Regions from separate parts of the Sus scrofa genome. Here region 1 is linked to region 2. A link is a contact called in public HiChIP or PLAC-seq data. All regions are on one chromosome and are shown on one strand. The core of a region is the stretch at or near the end of the contact, and the rest is flanking DNA. Distances in the headings are between cores, read along the strand shown.

Region 1 (6,698 bases), core at 356-2,855, 210 kb before region 2:
TGCTGCAGGCTACACACGCTTCAGATACAGGGGGTCTCCAGTTCCGCTCTAGCCATTACTCCCTACCTTTTGCCAGCACATGATGATGTGTGTCCGGAATATGGGAAGCACTCACCAGACAGCAAATCCATAAGTCTTGAGGCTGATTCAATCTCACTTGTATCTTTGTTTTGATCATTTAGAGACTTGGGTGTTGAAATAATTTGGTGCAGCGGGAAGAACATGGGCTGTTGGCATCTCATAGAACAATCTCAGCCTCAGGTTAACCTGCCAGGAGTTGGGCCATGTCTGATGAGTGTTGTAGCTGTAGGTGCCAGCGGCTTCAAATTCCTCCAGTGTCCTCGTGTCTGTCTCCCCTCTTGGATTTGGTGGCGTCTCCTTTCACTGACCCTCAGAGAGTCTGCCTTACAAATCTTTCACCTTAATGCATTGTTGTACTGGATGCTGTGGGTAAGGTGGTAGGAAGTGGGAGAGGGGCATGCTCTTTTTGTTTTTCAGCTTCATTGGTATATAATAGATACAATGGTGCAATATTTAAAGTGTACATTGGGGTGATTTGATGTACAAAAACATTGTGAAAAGAGCCCCATAATCTAGCTGAATAACACATCCATCACCTCACAATTTATCTCTCTCTCTTTTTTGGTGAGAACATTTAAATGCTACTCTCTGAGCAAATTTCAATTCTACAATAATGTTATCACTTCCACTCACCATATTTTGCATCAGCTCCACAGACCTTATTCATTTGAGAACTGAAAGTCCATATTCTTTGACCAATCTCTCTCTATTCCCCCCACGTCAACCCTGGCAACCACTTTTCTACTCTCTGTTTCTATGAGTTTGACTTTTTTTTTAGACTCTGCTTATAAGTGATACCACACAGTATTTGTCTTTGTCTGATGTGCTTCACTTATTGTGATGCCTTCCAGGTTCACCCGTGCTGTCTAAGTGGCAGGATTTCCTTCTTTCCTGCACCTGAATGATATTCCATGGTGTATGTACCCCTTCATCTCAATCCATTCATCTGTTGATAGGCGCTTAGGTTGTTTCCATATCTTGACTGCTGTGAATAGTGCTGCAATGAACCTGGAATGCAGTTATCTCTTTGAGGTCCTGTTTTCATTTCCTTTGGATGTATACCCTGAAGTGGGATGGCTGGATCACATGGTAATTCTATTTTTAATTGTTTGGGGAACTTGCACACTGTTTTCAGTAGTGGCTGCACCAACTGACTGTCCCACCAACACTGCACCAGAGTTCCCTTTCCTTAGCCTCCTCAGGAGTCAGCCTCCCAGTGGGCCTGGCTCTTGGGCAGTGGCGTTTCTCTGCCTTCTCAGAGGCACAGTTTCTTTGGTTAACCTTCCCCTATTTCCTTCCCTGGCCGTAGTGGTCCCAATCACCTTCCTTAGTCATGTTCTTTGTTTATGAGGTTTGTTAGTCTGTGGTTTTATGGTTCTTCTCTCAGAGGTGGGACAGGATGGGTAGAAAGGGCCACCCATCCACTGTCACTGCCATTTACCCACACAGCCTGGCCCCACGTGACACACCTAGTGCACAGCTCTGTGCCTGTCCCTTCTGCCAAACAACACCCTTCAGTGATTCCCCAGGTCAAGTAAGTCTCAGCTTTGCACATTAGATTTCCCAGCAGGGATCAAAAGGGAAAACACGGGGCCCAGCCCCCAGCCTACTTCTAATGGTGTTGGTTTTTGGTAGAGTCCCGCGTCTGGTTGGTTTTCAGGAGACTCCTCTGTTCTCTTGGTCTTGGTGGAGTCTTGCCTCCCCTTGGTCTTGGTGGAGTCTTGCGTCCCCTTGGTCTTGGCGGAGGCTTCTGTCCCCTTGGTCTTCGTGGAGGCCTGGATCAGGACTTCTTAAAGGTTCCCTAGGAAACCTATGCGAAACTTGGTTTTAGAACCATAATTCTGTGACCTTGTTCCTCAAAGTGTGGTCAGACCAGCAGCACTGGCATCACCTAGGAGTTTGTTAATAATACTATCTGGGCTCCACCTCAGGCCTACTGAATCCAGACTTACAGTTTAATCAGATGCTAGGTAGTATAGACAGAGGGTAATAGGTGATAAGCCCAAAATGTTTGGTGCCATTGCATTCATCTCCTGGGGCTGCCCTTACAAAGTAGTGCAAACTAGCTGGTTTACACAACAGGTGTCTATCATCTCTCAGGTCTGGAGGCCAAAAGTCAAAGACCAAGGTGTCCACAGGGTTGATTCTTTGGGCGGACTACAGGGGGAAGAGCTGTTCTGTCCTTGGCTTGTGGGTGGCCATCTCTTCCCCGTGTCTCTTTATGTCACCTCCCTCTGCGCCTGTCCTGTGTCCAAATGTCTCCTTCTTGTACGGCACCAGTTGTATTTGATAAGGTCCCACCTTAATGACTTCATCTCAGCTTGATCCCCTCTGGAGAGACCTTATCTCCAAATACAGGCATATTTTGAGGTATTGGGATTAGGATTTCGAGGTATGAATTTGAGGAGACACAATTCAGCCCATGACGTCTATCACAGGGCCTGAGTCACCTGACAAACTCACCTATTCATCCGCTAAGACCTAGACTAAGTCATTCCTCTCTGACTTCCTGCCTTCCACGAACAACTCACCCATCCCATTCCCTCTTTCCTCGTGGCCTCTGGAACCCTTCTACACTTGCTGGTTTTCTATCTCCTATTAAGCCTTCAGTAGGTCAAGGACAGGGCGGGATCTTATCTAACTTTACATCCTTTCTGCCTGGCATATGGTGGACACTCTCTCATAGACCATGTGGGTAAAAGAAATGAAATACTTTAAGAATCAACACTTAATATCATCTTTCAAAAGATGCCTTATTTTTAAATCAATTGCTCACATGGTAGAGACACAAAGGATGTTGCAATGGCATTTGCTCTCTGCTGTCCAGCCACTCAGCGGGACCATTTTCTTGGGAATGACCTGCCCAGAAGGGACTGAGATCCACTGGGGCTGGGAGGAAGATGCCCAATGAGAAGAGGGTAGCTCTCCCAGCCTGACCTCCTGCTTCTCTTCATCTGCTCACAAACCTGCTTCACTCTCCAAAAGCCTGTTGACAGGCTGTCATTGTGGTCCCCAGTTATTTTGTAACAAGCCAAAGCACTCTCCTGAAAGCCCCTTGACATCACTGTGGGGCTGGGAAAACAACAACGGTGTCTGGAGAAAGGCAAGATGTCCCTGCCCCCAGGCACCCCAGGCCCAGTGGGAGCACCCACCTCCTGGGCAGGACCACCTTCTTCCAAAGACATGTATGTTTTTGAAAGAGGCTGCTTCCCTGGGAAGTGCGTGGGCTCATGGGCAGTGATTTTCCTCGTGTTCTATGGTTAAGTCTTCCCTTTTTTTAATGACACCATCTAGATTATGCCACCTTTCAAGTCGACTACCAAATGAGCTCCTTTTACTACCTCTGATTTTTCCCTTCCTCCCCTGCTGACCTAGCTGACCAAAAAATACGGTGCTTGTTTATGTCCAACAAGTGCGTGTTTTAAACTTAGAGTAGCAGGAGAGAAAGTTAAAAGGAAAAAACTGGCTCAAGTTGCTGCCATGGTGTGGGCTCAATCCCTGCCCAGAAACGTTTGCATGCTGTGAAAGTGGCCTCCCAAAAAGGGGGGGACTGAGGTTAGTGTTGAATGGATGGGCAGGCAGGTGGCTGGGAGGGTGTGAGGGCAGATGATTCACATGTCTGGCCGTGATGCTGTCAGCTGAGGGTGTGTTGACGACGGTAAGTTTGTTCTGAGATGTACGGTCATCCTCGTTCCCCTTTCTTCCTCCAAGATGAGACATACCCAATACAAAGATGAGCTTTTAGGCATTCCCGTTGTGGCTCAGAGGGCTAAGAACCTGACTAGTCTCCATGAGGATGTGGGTTCCATCCCTGGCCTCACTCAATGGGTTAAGGATCCAGCACGGCCCTGAGTTGTGGTGTAGGTCGGCAGCTGCAGCTCCAATTTGACCCCTAGCCTGGGGACTTCCATAAGCTGCAGGTTCAGCCCTAAAAGGAAAAAAATACATAAGCTTTTACTTTCCCCTGAGAGTGGTTGTCCATCCTTCGTGATGTTCTGGAAGAAAGGTTGAGTGTGCCAAATGAGCTCCCATACTCTCCACTCTTAGAGATCACAAGACACAGAAGCTGTTATCTCTTGGCTGTGGGTCTCTTAGGATAGGGCTCTGCTTCCAAATTCATCTTTCTATGTCTCCCTCTCCTCTTTTGTTCCCCCAGCTGATATTACATGATGTACTCTGCTTTCTACATCTGAAAATCTGCGAAAAGCTTGCGCTAAGAGAAGCCAGGGGCAATTAGGAATGTTCTCAGAAGTCCATCCTCTAATGTCATCAAATAGAACATGCGTTTGGAGGAGGAGAGAGATACATGCTGTAGAACATGAATTCATTTGCAGTTAAAAAAAAATTAGATTTACTCATCGCTCTATTATAAACTTACAGAATTTTCTCCCAATTCCTCTCTGCCATAGAGTTATTTTAGGGGTCATTGTAAGGAAGAATATAGCTTTTTGTCTATATCCAAAGATGCCACAAATATATCTTCTCCTTGGGGGGGGGAAGCAATAATGCTCCCTCTTTTCTATGGAGAAAAGGCAGCTTCTTATTTTTATGTTAAAGAGTTGTCAAGACACTTATATTTTTCATAGCATTAAAAGTTATTTTTTTATTCTGCTTAATTGTTCATTGAAATTTGAAAACCAAATCTGCCTCCTTGCCAAATATCTTTGTAATATGTACATTTCACACTGGCTTATTATAATAGGTTTCCTCATGGGATCTAGCATTCTGGCATCTGCTTTGTTATGATATTATAACAATAATTAACATTTAGCACTTACTGTATAGCCAGCCTTTGATCCATATTTCTAACAAAATGTAATAACAATGTTTTTTCATGCAGCATCTTTCATCTCAGGGCCCCAAAGTAGTTGGCAGCATCATATTATAACCCGAGATGGTTGTATTCACTCTTGAAACCCTCCCAACGCCCCCGTGGGGTCTGTACTCCACAGGCGTCTTCCTTAAGGAAGGGAAGGGAAAAAGGTCAAGGGAGCTTCCAAGCTCGAGTTTAAGGGCGGCCGAGCCAGGAATAGAACACAGTCCTGTATTTGTCTTCTTGGTCACAGAATCCAAAGCTTCAATCCACTTTTCCTTTTCTTTTTTCTTGTATTTTTTATGGCTGCACCTGCCATGGAAGTTTCTGGGCCAGGGATTGAATCTGAGCCACAGCTGCAAGCTATGCCACAACTATGGCCATGCTGGATCCTTTAACCCACTGTGCTGGGCTGGGGATTGAACCTGTGCCTCCACAGCAACCTGAGCTGCTGCAGTCAGATTCTTAATCCACTGTGCCACAGTGGGAACTCCCATCCATGTGCCTATTTTTAAGTAAAGGAGACAGATGAGGAGAGAAATGTAAGAGTTGCCAAGCTTATTACGACAGGAATTTGTGTTTATCCTGAAAGTCATGCTACATCTTCTGAAGTGAATCCCTAGAAGCAAAACTCGGTTTAGATTTTTATGCCTGTCCAGGAAACATTCACTATGCCTCTACTAAGTCTCTGTCCTTTAAAAATGGGTTAGAAGGAAGTAAATGAATGACTCCATGAACTGTAATTTTCAGTCTCTCTAATCAGGACCATCCGCAGACACCAGGGCCATGGCTCTCACGTCACCACTCTGTGGAGTAGAAGGCCACTGTGAATCGATGTCAAGCAAGGCCACCCTTAGAACTGTTACCCTGTCTCTCCTGTTTTTGTCCAGAAAGTCCTAACCTTAACTCCTAAGCCGCTTTACAGGAAAAGAAGCATATCCCCTTGTTAGATTTGGGGGAGATAATCAGTCATGATGACAAACCAAAAGAAGCCAGTTGTCGCTCTTCAATCCAGAAAGACGAGCCTGGCCATTACAGGAAAATGAATCATCCATATAGTAGTTAACTAATGCCTCATGGGTATGGAAACTTTTTCATTCTAGCTTAGCTTCACCTCAATTTATAAACTCACAGGTAAATGTCAAGGTGTTGATTTAGGTCAGAAATGGGCAGGAAATGAGGCAGACAAAGTGTTTGCCCCAATCAAGAGACTCAAAGTTACCTCTGGAGTGAATTACAGTAGGAGTCACAGAATGAGAGGGAGAGACATGTGGCCCAGAGCAAATGGAATAACATCCAGAAGCATCACAGCTAATCCACGAGGAAGCAAGGCTGGATGTCCTCAGGCAAGTAAGGATCCAGCAGCCCCATGGGGAGGGAGCTCTTGTTGTCATCTCGATGTATGGGTGAACAAAGGAAGGCTGACGGAGTGGAGTTTAAAGCTGCCCCATATCACAGAGCCAGTAAGGTAGGAGTGGAAGCTGCCGGAGGACTCCAGATGTGCTTGGGTGGTGGATTCCTGCAGCTTCTGTTGAAAATACTTCTCCCTGCCAGGAAAAGCCTAGGTCTGATTAATAATCATGTTGATTAGTCGTCGTAGCAGAAGGAGTTAGCTCGCACTTAACATAACCATGTGCCAGGGACGGTTCTAAACTCTTTATCTCTATCATATAGCCTTATGACAGCCCTGTGAAGCTTAATTATTATCTTGTCCCCATGTAATTGTTGAAGAAACTAAGTCCAGGCTGATAAGCTAGTGAGTGTTGCCTTCAACTGATCTTCTGGCATAAAAGCATCTGCCTCT
Region 2 (6,269 bases), core at 2,035-4,534:
GGGGCTCCCTGCTCCTCCCTCACCCCCCCGCCAAAGCGGTGTGTCCAGCTGGGTTCCCGACAACCCCGGGAACAACAGCGTTCCCCAGGGTGCTCTAAGTGAGCCTGGGCTTCAGGACCTTCACTCAGCTCCAGGGCAGGAAGGAAAGCAAGCCCAGAGCCCTGCCAGAGGGAAGCATCCTGCGCTAACCTGCCTGCTCTCCTGAAACCGCGGCAGCCTTGAGGGTAGGGGGTGGGGGTTCACCAATGACGTAAACCCAGGGGTCCCCAAGGCAACGGGCACTGCCGCAGCATCTCCGACCCCTCACCCCGTTGTGGCCCCCAGTCACCCCGCTCTGAAGCCCGCCCAGTAGTTCTCTCCTGGCTGAAAAGCACCCATGCTCCACCTCCCTCGTTCGTGCTCCGGCAGATGGGTCTCCGTGCTGGAGTGTTTTGGTTTTTTTCTCCTCTTGACGGAGAAACACGCTTTCCCTCTCTTTCCACACAGGACATAGAGCTGCACGAGAGGCCCAGGTCAGCACCCCGGGGCCCTTCTCAGCAGCCCACCTACCTCCTGGCCTGAGATGCTCGGCTTCAGCTGCCTTCAGACCACTGCACTTCGATTTTCCAGGTCATTCAAAAAGGCAGTAACTCCCTCGGCTCCTCGAGGGGTTGTTCCCCGATTCTTGGCTGCTCGAGTCCCTTGTATAAAACGGTCCAGTGTCTGCACATAACCTGCACACATCCTCCCAGGTGCTTCCAGCCCTCTGGACACCTTAGAATCCTAATACAATGAAATCGCCCTGTAAACAGCTTCTGGGCTGGCAAATTCAAGATTTCCTTTTTGAAACTTTCTGGACTTTATTTTTTTCCAATATTTTTCATGATCTGAGGTTGGCTGAATCCAGGGATTCAGAACCCGAGAATCCAGAGGCCGACTGTAGTCCAAAGGGTAATTCCTCAATGTCAAGGCTCACCTGTGATTCTTCCCAACAACAGCTTCCACGTCCCCCCACCCTGAACTTAGAAATACTGGTCAGTAGCTGCACTAACTGGTTGGAGGTCAACGCTGACCTTCTGGTAAGAAAGCTGTGTGGCTAAAAACCAACCAAGACGCCAAGCATACAATATATGATATACTGATTGTGTGTTATATTTCATGTATAATATAAATTCACGTAATGTGACTCATGGAGTTATATTGCAGAGGAGCAATAAATCTGCTAAATTTCTTAAAAGTATTTTCTTTAAGCACGTGGAACATTCCACGGCAATGTTAATCCCCGCTCTGTCTCTGCACCTGCTGCCCAGGCGGGCCCCACGTTGGCCTCTGGAATTCTCTATCCCTCACACGGAAGCTGGTCCATCTCCTGCCGTCTCCTGGCCGTGGCCCGAGCACCTGACCACCTCGCAGGGGACAGGAGACCTTGTGGGCTCTGAGGCTTTCACACAAGAAGCTGCTGCTGCAGAATCAGCAGCCCCGTTGTCTTCCCCCGGCCCTCAGACGTGCTGGAGATGCAAGGCGGAGGGGGAGGGAGTGGGATGGACGGGGAGTTTGGGGTTAGTAGATGCAAACTATTACGTACAAAATGGGTAAGCAGGGAGTTCCCATTGTGGTTCAGCCTGTGATTCTGTTATGAACCAGACTAGTGTCCATGAGGATGTGGGTTCGATCCCTGGCCTCCCTCAGTAGATTAAGGATTTGACATTGCTGTGAGCTATGGTATAGGTCGCAGACGCAGCTCGGATCTCCCGTTGCTGTGGCTGTGGCGTAGGCCGGCAGCTACAGCTCCAATTCCGCCCCTAACCTGGGAAACTCCATATGCCCCAGGTGCACCCCTAAAAAACTATTAATTAATTAACTTAAAAAATAGATAAGCAGTGCGCTCCTGCTATACAGCAGGGGGAACTCTATCCAATCTTGGGTTAGAACGTGGTGGAAGATAATAAGAGAAAAAGAATGTGTATATACGTCTGACTGGGTCACCGTGCTGTACAGCAGGAATTGGCACAACATTGTGAATCAACTATTCTTTGAGAAAAATAAAATAAAGCTATTATAAAATTTTTTAAAAAAGAAATGCTGGAGACGGATAGCAGAGGAGACGGAAGAGCGCTGTTCTCCAGGGGACCCTGAGGAGAAGCTACCGTCAGCAAATGGGCAACATTCTTGGGGTGCTACGTGACCACAGCCAAATCGCATCCCTCCACGGTGGCCCGTGAGGTCGGGGTCAGGAAGGACTCGCACAGGCGTGGACCTGGGAAACCCAGAGGGATACTGAGATCTCTGTTCAAATCTCGGCGCTGCCCTCCCTTGGCTCTAAGACCTGGGGCGAGGGTTTTGTGCAAGCTGGAGACGGTAAGAGCAGCGGCCACGTGGAGCTGTGGGGGTGATGGAAGGGAGCCCTGCCAAGCCCCAAGCAGCACGTCCAGCACTCCGGTAGCCCGCCCTGAGAGGCGCTGGTGTTTATATTTAGACACACGGATGGGTTCCTTTGGCAGTGGAACGCATCCCGCACAGCTTATCCTAAGAGGGCACATCTGCACGGAGAATAGCCATAAAAACTCCCAATGGGAGTTCCCACTGTGGCTCGATGGGTGAAGAACCTGACTAGTATCCATGAGGCCGCCAGTTCGATCCCTGGCCTCGCTCAGTGGGTTAAGGATCCGGCATTGCTGTGAGCTGCGGTGTAGGTCGAGGATGCGACTTGCATCCAGGGTTGCCCTGGCTCTGGCGTGGACCACCAGCTGCACTCCAATTCGACCCCTAGCCCGGGAACTTCTGTATGCTGCGGGTGCGGCCCTAAAAAGGAGAGGAAAAAGGAAAAACTCTGGATAGGCTATGCCAGTCTTTCTAAACCACCACGTCCTGGGAGTGGGGCAGGGATGGACCGAAGGTCTCATGAGCTGAGAGAGGGGAGGGGCTGTACCAAGGCCCCACCATGGCCTTGTCGCATCTCTTCCTCTCTGTCTAGATGCCCCCCACCCCCCCGCCGCCCCCGCCCCCGCCCCAGGGTAGCCCAGAGGAGCCTGGCAAAGGTTGATTTACTGGACGGAACTTGCCAAGCTTTCCCCTGGCTGGTGAGTTCAATACAAGTTTCAATCTGGTTCCCCCAGTAGCCAACCAAAGGCTATGTGTGTTTAACCCGATAGACACACCTGGGTTTAGCACATGGGTGAATTCACCCAGACCCCAGAGTTCACAGGAACTCTCAGCACTCAAATGCCCATAGCCCCGGGCAGTGCAGGGGCTGGGGGAGGGGAAGGTGCTTGGCCGTCCTTCCCCCTGCGAGGTGGGTAGTGTCAGCCCCACTTCACAGATGAGCAAACTGACGCTCGGCAAGTCTCATTTGCCAAAGGTCACACAGCTGCTCAGTGCTTATCTACACTTGAGAAGAGAAAGACACTGATGTGTCTGTTCTAGGAATTAGGCACGTTAATGCTGAGAACACTTAAAAATAGCCCCGTGCATTTTCCCATTCTTGAGACAGGTTTACTAATCAGGGACAGGGCTCAAAAAAATCCAGCAAAATGACTCAGTTCCTAGCAAAATGTCATCTCTCCCCATCACTTTGGGACAACCCCAGCAAAGGCGACAAGGAGAAGGAGAGAGAGAGAGAGAGAGAGAGAGAGAGAGAGAGAGAGAGAGAGGAGAAAAGGAAGCAGCAGCAAGGCCAGAGCGAGTTCCTCCCCCTTCACCCTGGGGGGCGTGAGGGGGTGGCTCACAAGGCAATGCCTGCTCTAAAGTCAAGGGCAGGCTGGCCGGCTCATTTCCTGTCTTCTAAATATATTCTTGTTCTGATGGTATCTCACCCGCTGCGTCATGGAGGATGGCTGCCCTTTACATTGCAAATGGCTCAGGAACTCCTCAGCCTGGAGGAAGCGAGACTTTCTAAACGCCTTCAGGAACAGCGTGCTCAGGCACTGCCGAGCCACTGGCACGTCTCACCCGCTCCTCTTCGCTCCCTCCTCCCATCCTCCTCCTCCCCATTCTGCTTCTCTCCGTCCTCCAGCTCATCCTCCCCATCCTCCTCCAACTCTCCATCCCCCCTCCCCCTCCCCTCCGGCCCCTCCTCCCCCTCCTCCCACCCCCTCCCTGCCCTCTTCCTCCGCAGCCAGGCACTTCCAGCCTCCGTCCGTCCATCCATCCGGGTGGGGAGCAACGGCCTGCGCTGCTCTCTCTGAATGTTATCAGAGGAAACACTTGAGAAGCAAGAAGCAAACAGAAACCATTCCACACCTGCTGTCCCTCTGCCACCTCCGGATGCCCCAAGCTCCATCCAGGTGTCCTCAGGGAAGAAAGGGCCCATTCAGGTCTGTGACCCATGCTTCTTGGGCTGTGTTCCTCAAACATGGCAGAAAGAAAGGAGAGACACAATAGTAGCAGCAGAGCCTCCAAGCAGCCTCAGCGCACAAAGCGAAGCCCAGCTGACACCCCTCTGCGAAGGCCCGGCTCTGCAGCTTTCAGGCAGGGGGCACGGCCCTCAGCCTTGGTCGGTCATCTGTGCACTGGGCTACCAAGACCTGGGACTCCTCATAGGGTTTGATGAAGCTGGAGTGGCGTAACATCGAGCTTGGCGCTGGCATTCGAGAGGCTGTGTGCCCACCCTGGGCCTGGTACATCTCCTTTAATATCTACAACTCTGCCTCCTTCCTCCCCACCACCAGCTTCAGTGTCCGTTACAGTTCATTGCATTGCGACGGATAGGAAATCAAGGCTCAGAGAGGTGAGGTAACCTGCTCAATGTCACAGAGCTTGGACGGGGCGGATCTGGAGTCCCAAATCCAGTGGAACTGAGGCCTAGCTGAGTCCTTCTGCTCCTCAGCCTCTTCCCCCAGAGAGTCGGTGCACCTGACTGGTCATACAGGCGATATTCGCAAGGTGAGATGGGGCCAAAGGCTTAGGACTTGAGATCAGGGGGCCCGGTGTGAAAGGCTGCGCCCTGGCTGCCGTGCAGCTCGCATCTCCATGCCTGAGCACGGCTGACAGGGAGCCGCTGGACCAGGAGCCAGGATGACAAGCACAGATTCTCCCTTCCAAACCAGCCAGACACCCCAAAGACTGGAAGGAACGTCAGTGGAGTTCCCTGGACGACGAGGGGTTAAGGATTCGGTGTTGTCACTGCTCTGCTGCAGGTTCGATCCCTGGCCTGAGAACCTCCTCGCTGCCAAGGGCACAGCCAATGAATAAATAATAAACCTCAGTATTTGACATAAATTATATATACATGTAAAACACTAATGTATATCATATAAAGCATAGTACACAGCTGATATTTATCAAATTCCTACTGCCTGCCAGGGGCAGTACCTATGCCAGGACTATAACTACAGCATTCACAGTCCCCTCATCCTCACAACAGCCTTACAAGGTAGGTTCTAGGCACCATCATTCTTAGCGTTTTGAAGATGAAGGAGCCAGCTGGGGGAGGAGAGAAGAGTGCTTCCTATCTCACAGCTGGCCATCGGGGCGGCCTGGGCAGCCCTCTGGCCTCTGGCACCTGTGCTTCAATCAATGTGCCATGTTCACATGCATAATTATGTTTTCATCTTTTAAAGGGGGAGATGGGGAGAGTTCCCACTGTGGCTCAGCAGGATAAGAACCCAACTAGCATCCATGAGGATGTGGGTTCGATCCCTGGCCTCGCTCAGTGGGATAAGTGTCCGGGATTGTCGTGAGCTGTGGTGCAGGTCGCAGACTCAGCTCAGATCTGGCGTTGCTGTGGCTTTGGCCTAGGCCAGTGGTTGTAGCTCTGATTCAACGCCTAGCCCGGGAGCTTCCCAATGCTGTGGGTGTGGCCCTAAAAAGACCAAAAAAAAAAAAAGTGAGGTGGGGATAAGTTCCAAAGGTCACACCAGGGGTCCCTCCCTGCGTGGTGGAATCTCTCCCTGTTGGAGTCCTTTACCATGGTCACAGAGGCCCAAGGCCAAGGGCCACTCTGCTCCCTTCTCCAGGCTCCCCCGAACCCCAGGGCCCGCCTGGCTCAGCCACCCTGGTGGGAGGGGTCTCTGTGGCACTTCTTCAATACTCCAGCGGCCACCCCTGAATGACCCCTGCACGCCCTGGGACACCAGCCCTTCCTGGTCAAGGAGAAGGGAAGGGAATGGGGATTGGGCCGCAGGTGAGAGAGAGGGAGAGTCCAGTGGGGCAGGGCCGGGCAGGGCTGACCCAGGCAGGCTGGGAGTCTGGGGTCCCCTCGAGGCCCTGGGCCAGCACCCCTCTGGTCCCTCTGGTCCCTCTGGCCCCCGGGGGAGGAGAGCTCCTGCACATCACGCCCTGAGGCTCCAAGA

What was found. HiChIP or PLAC-seq counts read pairs in DNA pulled down with a chosen protein or histone mark.
Region 1: a contact with region 2 is called in an H3K27ac HiChIP or PLAC-seq map of alveolar macrophages. The contact joins two enhancer-like sites. A contact is called at or near these places in 1 of 47 Hi-C or Micro-C datasets (epiblast stem cells) and 1 of 2 datasets of contacts at active chromatin or transcription factors (alveolar macrophages).

The regions. Positions count from the first base shown.
Region 1 is chr3:127,850,033-127,856,730 of Sscrofa11.1, reverse strand. No RefSeq gene overlaps it. Among named protein-coding and RNA genes, the nearest start is that of ID2, 350 kb to the right of the region's middle. Within about 2 kb of position 1,605, at least 3 of the 83 cell types and tissues checked have an H3K27ac peak or open chromatin away from gene starts, as enhancers often do. A contact at or near this core is called in alveolar macrophages, where this site is marked.
Region 2 is chr3:127,637,651-127,643,919 of Sscrofa11.1, reverse strand. No RefSeq gene overlaps it. Among named protein-coding and RNA genes, the nearest start is that of ID2, 140 kb to the right of the region's middle. Within about 2 kb of position 3,284, at least 12 of the 83 cell types and tissues checked have an H3K27ac peak or open chromatin away from gene starts, as enhancers often do. A contact at or near this core is called in alveolar macrophages, where this site is marked.